Linked DNA regions of Mus musculus: region 1 is linked to region 2. The links are chromatin contacts, called in public HiChIP or PLAC-seq maps. All regions are on one chromosome and are shown on one strand. The core of a region is the stretch at or near the end of the contact, and the rest is flanking DNA. Distances in the headings are between cores, read along the strand shown.

Region 1 (2,700 bases), core at 159-2,658, 210 kb before region 2:
CAGCTAACAGCTTCCAGGGAAGGGAGAGGCATTTTCTTCAGTGTTGCAGCCACTGGTACATGACCCCTCACCCTGACTCCTGTCACAAACTCTAATTCAACTCACTGGGTCACACAAAAAAAAAAAAACAACAACAACAACAACACAAAAAAGACAAGGGAGTAGAGCGGCCATGATCAAAATACATATGTACACAGACCAAACTGCCAAAAAAAAAATATGCTCTAATTTCTAAGTTATTGAAGGAGGTCTGAGAGGCAACTCAATTGCTAAAGCAAGGCCCTGGGTTCAATGCTTAAACCCACGAGAATGTTCAGGGGTGCTGGCACTGTCCATCTCACAGAGGAGTCAAGTTTGGTTTCCATCCCATATCACACACACTTGTGAGTCCAACTCAGGAGGATCCAATGCCCTCTTCTGGCCTCCTCAGGCATCTGCACCCATACACACACACACACACACACACACAATATAATAGTAATAATAAACATGCACAAATGCATACAAATACACACACGCACAAGTGAAAGACGAAATGGCTAAACAAAGGACTTCTATCTGACAGGTGGGAAAACTGAGGCTTGTCACAGGGCTGTCACCTGCCAGAGTCACACATGTAAAAGCAGGAGTGTGGAGAAACACACAGAACCCAGCCCCACTCCTGCTCTACCCTAGCTCCTGAACCACATTGAGCCACCACAGCCCCCTCGCCCAGGCCTCACGGGGACATAACAGGGACCAGCATATCACAGAAATTATATACACCATTATATACAGCACTCAGAAGTCCTGTGGGCCATAGACAGGCAGACAGGGCTGGCAGACCAACACCAGAGGTGATGTCTGGCCTTAGGTCTGTGTGGCCTAAGGAAGGAAATCCCCCTCCTAACCTCAGAGAATCAGCTGAGCTTTGAGACTGCCTTCCCTCAAGTCACATGACTCTTCCAAAAGGAGTATGATTCATAACCCCTTCCACCGCTTCAGAGTAGCTAGTTAGAGAGCTGGGCTCCTTCAGAAAGCACGGTGACTGTGGTTAGACCACCAGAAGAACTTCCTGGCACCGTAAGGCATGTGAAAAGATGATGAAGGACAGGAAGCCACTCACTGTAGGAGGCACGTGGAAGGAGAATTCTTCCTTGTTTTATAGGGACAACCCCTCTGCTTCCCTTATCCTCCGGGACGAAAGAAGACCATGGCGCTAGACAAGCAAGAAGGCTTTAGGCAAATCAGGAGCCAGGCACTGTGATCAAGCCGGAAGTTGGCTTTTGGTGCCTCTGCCCAAAATAGAGAGAATTCTGTTCAAGGAAGTAGCAGTAAGGACAGTGGCCTCTCTTGGGGGCTGGGAGAAAGCGGCCCAGACTCAACACAAATTCTGCCTTCTGCGCTTTCCACACCCACAACCCAAACCCAGGAGATGGCCGGAAACAGGAAATGCCTGTTACCAGGCCTGGCTGGGGAAGATAGACAAGGGGTAGAGGCATGGCTCTCTGCCTTCCTTCAGCCCTGTAATCTTTCAGACTCCAGCTAGCTCCCTGAGGCTTCCCAGAGCGGGTGGTCACGCTGCTCATCCTGTCCAGAGCTTTGAATTGAGGAGCTGATGACCCAACTCTTCAGCATGAGTCTAAAGCATTCTGGGAATCAGACTTCCTCTTCTTTCCCTGTCACCTCACACCCCAGTACGCCTTCCACAACTAGGTGTCTGGTGACTCCCAGCTGAAACTGGTAAGCAGGGGGACCTTGGACAGGTCATCCTGCCTTGGGTTCTCCAACCAAAAATCAGAAATGAAATCCCAGTGTGGTGGAATATACCTGTAATCTCCGCGCTCAGGAAGAGGAGGCAGAGCAAAGGATGGCTAAACTCTGAGGTAAGCATGGACTACAGAGTGAGTTCCAGGTTGTCCAGGGAACCACAGTGAGACCCTGTGTCAAAAACAGGGGTGGGAAACAGGGGTGAGGGGAGAAGATAGTGGAAGGGAGAGAAGGCAGAGGGAGGGGGAAAGAGGGTGCTGTGTAGCAATTTCCCTTAAGACGAAACCTTCCACCTTGGAAGGAAGCTCATTAAGACATAGGATGTGCTAAGTGGAGGTGAAGCATTCTAGCCTACAGAAAAGCCCGTGAAGCTCAGGAAACAACAGGAGATATGCAGGAAGTTCCTGAAACAGACCAGATTCTCTAGGCACTGCCCTCCCCAAGCACAAGCTGTAAGGACTACTGGTGACCGCTCTCAAGACAAGCTGAACTGCCCAGAAGAGGTTCAGACAGGACAAGGCACCTAGAAGAGACAACTGTCCACCTTTCAGAGCTGCCTGAAGGCAGCTTTCCTGAGTCGCCCACCATCCATGCCAGGCTTTGGTGATACAGCTGTATTTGAGCCATTTCTGTTCCTGTTAAGTGAGCCCTGACCCACATTCCTATCTGTAACACAGTGACACTCAGTGCTTCATCAAGTTGGACTTTGGCGGGATCCTTGCTTTTCCTGGCTGTTGGCCCTGTCTGAGACGAGTAGACACGTGTTCACATCTCCCCCAGGAGACAAAATGTTATTCATACGATAAAAGATGAGGGAATAGGAAGGGAAGGAGAGGGACAAATGTGGAGGGGTTGGAAGAAGAACAGAGAAAGAGGAGAAAAGGAAAGAAGGAGAGAGGGAGAGAAGGCGAAAGCCAGAAGAACAGAGAGAAGGAGAATCAACCTCTCCAC
Region 2 (2,700 bases), core at 131-2,630:
GCCACAGTCTGTACTTTGGAAAGATGGACCTGAAGGTCACTGGATCTCCCCCATCCCGTCCCCCCCCCCTTTCCAGTGTGGCCACACTGAATCACTGAATGCATCTTCTGCATTTTGTTTGGTTTGGGTTTTGGTGTTTTTGAGACAGGATCTCCCTATGTAGAGAGTTCCAGGTTGTCCTGGGACTCACCGTGTAGCCCAAGCTGGCCCTAAACTCACAGAGCTCTGCCTGCCTCTGCCTCCTGAGAGCTAGGATTAAAGGTGTAGCTGATTGGCTTCTCAAGGATGGGTAGCCACGCTTAAGACTTCTTTTTTTTTTTTAATTTTTTTCAGTATAATATTGATTTTATTTCTAATTGTGTGAATGGGTATCTAGAAGCCAGAGGCTTCAGATCCACTGGAGCTGAAGTTGTGAACCACCCATGTGGTGTTTCACTTACATCCTGTGTGTCTTAATTAGGGTCTCCATTGCTGAGAAGAAACACCATGGCCAAGGCAACTCTTATAAAGGACAACATTTAATTAGGGCTGGCTTACAGGATCAGAGGTTCAGTCCATTATCATCAAGGTGGGAGCATGGCAGCATCCAGGCAGACATGGTTCAGGAGAAGGAGCCAAGAGTTCTACATCTTGATCCGAAGACAGTCAGGAGAAGACTGTCTTTTTTCAGGCAGCTAGGAGAAAGGTCTCAAAGCCCACACCCTCAGTGACACAGCTCCAGGAGTTCAACAAGGCCACACCTACTCCAATAAGACCACACCTCCTAATAGTGCCATTCTCTGGGCCAAGCATATTCAAGCCACCACACTGTACAATAGCAGTACATGCACTTAACTATGGAACTATGTCTCCAATCCCTGAAGCTAACTTCTTGGGGTACAGATGGAACCCTAAATTTGGTAATACCCGGGCCTGTCTGCCTGTCTTCAGTCAATTCTGTGACCTCTCTCAGTGTGCGTGTGGGGGAGTGTCTGTGTGTGCCCATGTGCTCACCTTACCTGGGTTCTGAGCCTCTCCTGCATTTCCATCAGGATTCCTGTGTGACTCCAGCGATCAACCTCTGTCAGCCTCTTTTGCTCTTCAGTGCAGCTGCCCCTTGTAAATGAAACCAAGAAGCAACACAGGGAAATGATGGGGGTGATCTTCACAGGCTTTCAATACCCAGGGGACTCAGAAAGAAAGGGCCTGGGTGTGGCCATGGGGACCATAAGGGTGAAGCTAGACTTCCCAACCTGGCCCTGTTTCCCATAGACCCTGTCCCCACCTAGGCTGTGAAGCCAGGACGCCTGAGTTCCTCACAGAGGGTGGGGGCGGGGGCCTCCTTTGGCTGGGACGTCACCCTGTTAAACTTCCTCTCTCAGCCACACAGGAAACTGAGCAGATCAGGGGCCCAGCCCCAAGCAAACACAGGCTCCCCCAGCCCCAGAAGCACTAGGGGAAAGGGCCCAGCTGGGCCAGCCCTGCAGAGACCATGGGATCCACAGAGACGTAAGAGCTGTCTTCCCTCCATCCTGTGCAGCGAGATTGCCAGACCTGAGCCGGGGTGGGGTTGGGGGAGGGCAAAAAACAAAAAAACTGGGGCTACAGCAGGGGAGGGCCCAGGAAGCACAGCTACCCACTGACCAGAGGGGCTTCTAGGGACCTGATCAGGCCATTCTCTTCAATTTTCCTGGCTCTAGATCTGTGTAATGAAACCAGGGACTTTAGGAGTATGACGCTCCAGTAAGGGTGGGGTTTTTAGGAAGGTGATTTCCAGGAGGGGATAGTCAGTGGTAAGGTGTGAAGGGTATGGTGGGAAACTGTCTGTCAACCTTAGTGGGGGACTCATGGGTGTCTGTGTCCGTACAACAATGAGATGCTTCAGGTGCTCATGTCAGGGTGGTGTGTGTAACCAGATGGGATATGGTATCAGCAAGACAGACACTTCCCTTGGTTTCTGAAAGCTAAGGCCTCAGCATCTTCTGCTAGATGCAGTAGACAGCAGGGAAGAGCAGGCTGTGGGGCTTGCAGTTCAGTGCCAAGACACCTTGCTCTTCTTTCTCTGCTGAGTGTGGGCCGCACAAAAATCTCCCAGAGACACAAGGACAAGCCATAAATATGCTCAAAGGCACAGGGAAAGAAGAGATAGGACTCACATGATACACACCTGAGACTCTGCCGTTCTACCCCACAGATTCAAGAGACAGGCACCAGAAAGAATCATAAGTATGTTCTTTTTATCCAAGTGCTTGTTACAGGCAGACACACTGTCACAGGCATGCCTTTATCTCTGACTCCTCTTGCTACCTTTTCTCTGTCTCTGTCTCTGTCTCTGTTTCTCTCTCTTCCTCCCTCCCTAACTCTCTGTCTCTCTGTTTCTGTGTCTCTCTGTGTCTGTGTCTCTCTGTGTCTCTCTGTGTCTCTGTGTCTCTCTGTGTCTCTGTGTCTCTCTGTGTCTCTGTCTCTGTCTCTCTCTGTCTCTCTCTGTCTCTCTCTGTCTCTCTCTGTCTCTCTCTCTCTCTCTCTCTCTCTCTTGGTCTGTCTGTCTCCCCCTGCCTTCTCTCTCCTCTCTGTCTCTAGCCCTCTCTTTAGAAACAGGGTCTCAGTATGTAGTTCTGACTAGCCTGGAACTCCTATGTAGATCAAGCAAGCCTTGAACTCACAGAGATCTACCTGCCTTTGCCTGGGGGTTAAGGGTACAGCCACCATGGCTTTCTCTCT

The links. HiChIP or PLAC-seq counts read pairs in DNA pulled down with a chosen protein or histone mark.
Region 1: an H3K27ac HiChIP or PLAC-seq map of the HPC-7 cell line shows a contact between it and region 2, with 7 times the contacts expected there. The contact joins the enhancer-like site here to the promoter of Dennd1c in region 2. A contact is called at or near these places in 9 of 39 promoter capture datasets (the 3T3-L1 cell line, the C10 cell line, the HPC-7 cell line and 5 more), 3 of 484 Hi-C or Micro-C datasets (B cells and pre-megakaryocyte-erythroid progenitors), 9 of 115 datasets of contacts at active chromatin or transcription factors (the HPC-7 cell line, bone marrow-derived macrophages, effector CD8 T cells and 4 more) and 3 of 9 other capture datasets (adipose tissue, liver and pancreatic islet).

The regions. Positions count from the first base shown.
Region 1 is chr17:57,289,194-57,291,893 of GRCm38.p6, reverse strand. All of the region lies in intron 1 of Vav1 (vav 1 oncogene), which reads right to left. Among named protein-coding and RNA genes, the nearest start is that of Vav1, 11 kb to the right of the region's middle. Within about 2 kb of position 1,408, at least 133 of the 459 cell types and tissues checked have an H3K27ac peak or open chromatin away from gene starts, as enhancers often do. A contact at or near this core is called in B cells, the HPC-7 cell line, adipose tissue and 5 more, where this site is marked.
Region 2 is chr17:57,077,178-57,079,877 of GRCm38.p6, reverse strand. Dennd1c (DENN/MADD domain containing 1C) reads left to right here and starts at 1,380. Exons shown (of 24, transcript NM_153551.2): 1 at 1,380-1,488. The coding sequence starts at 1,472.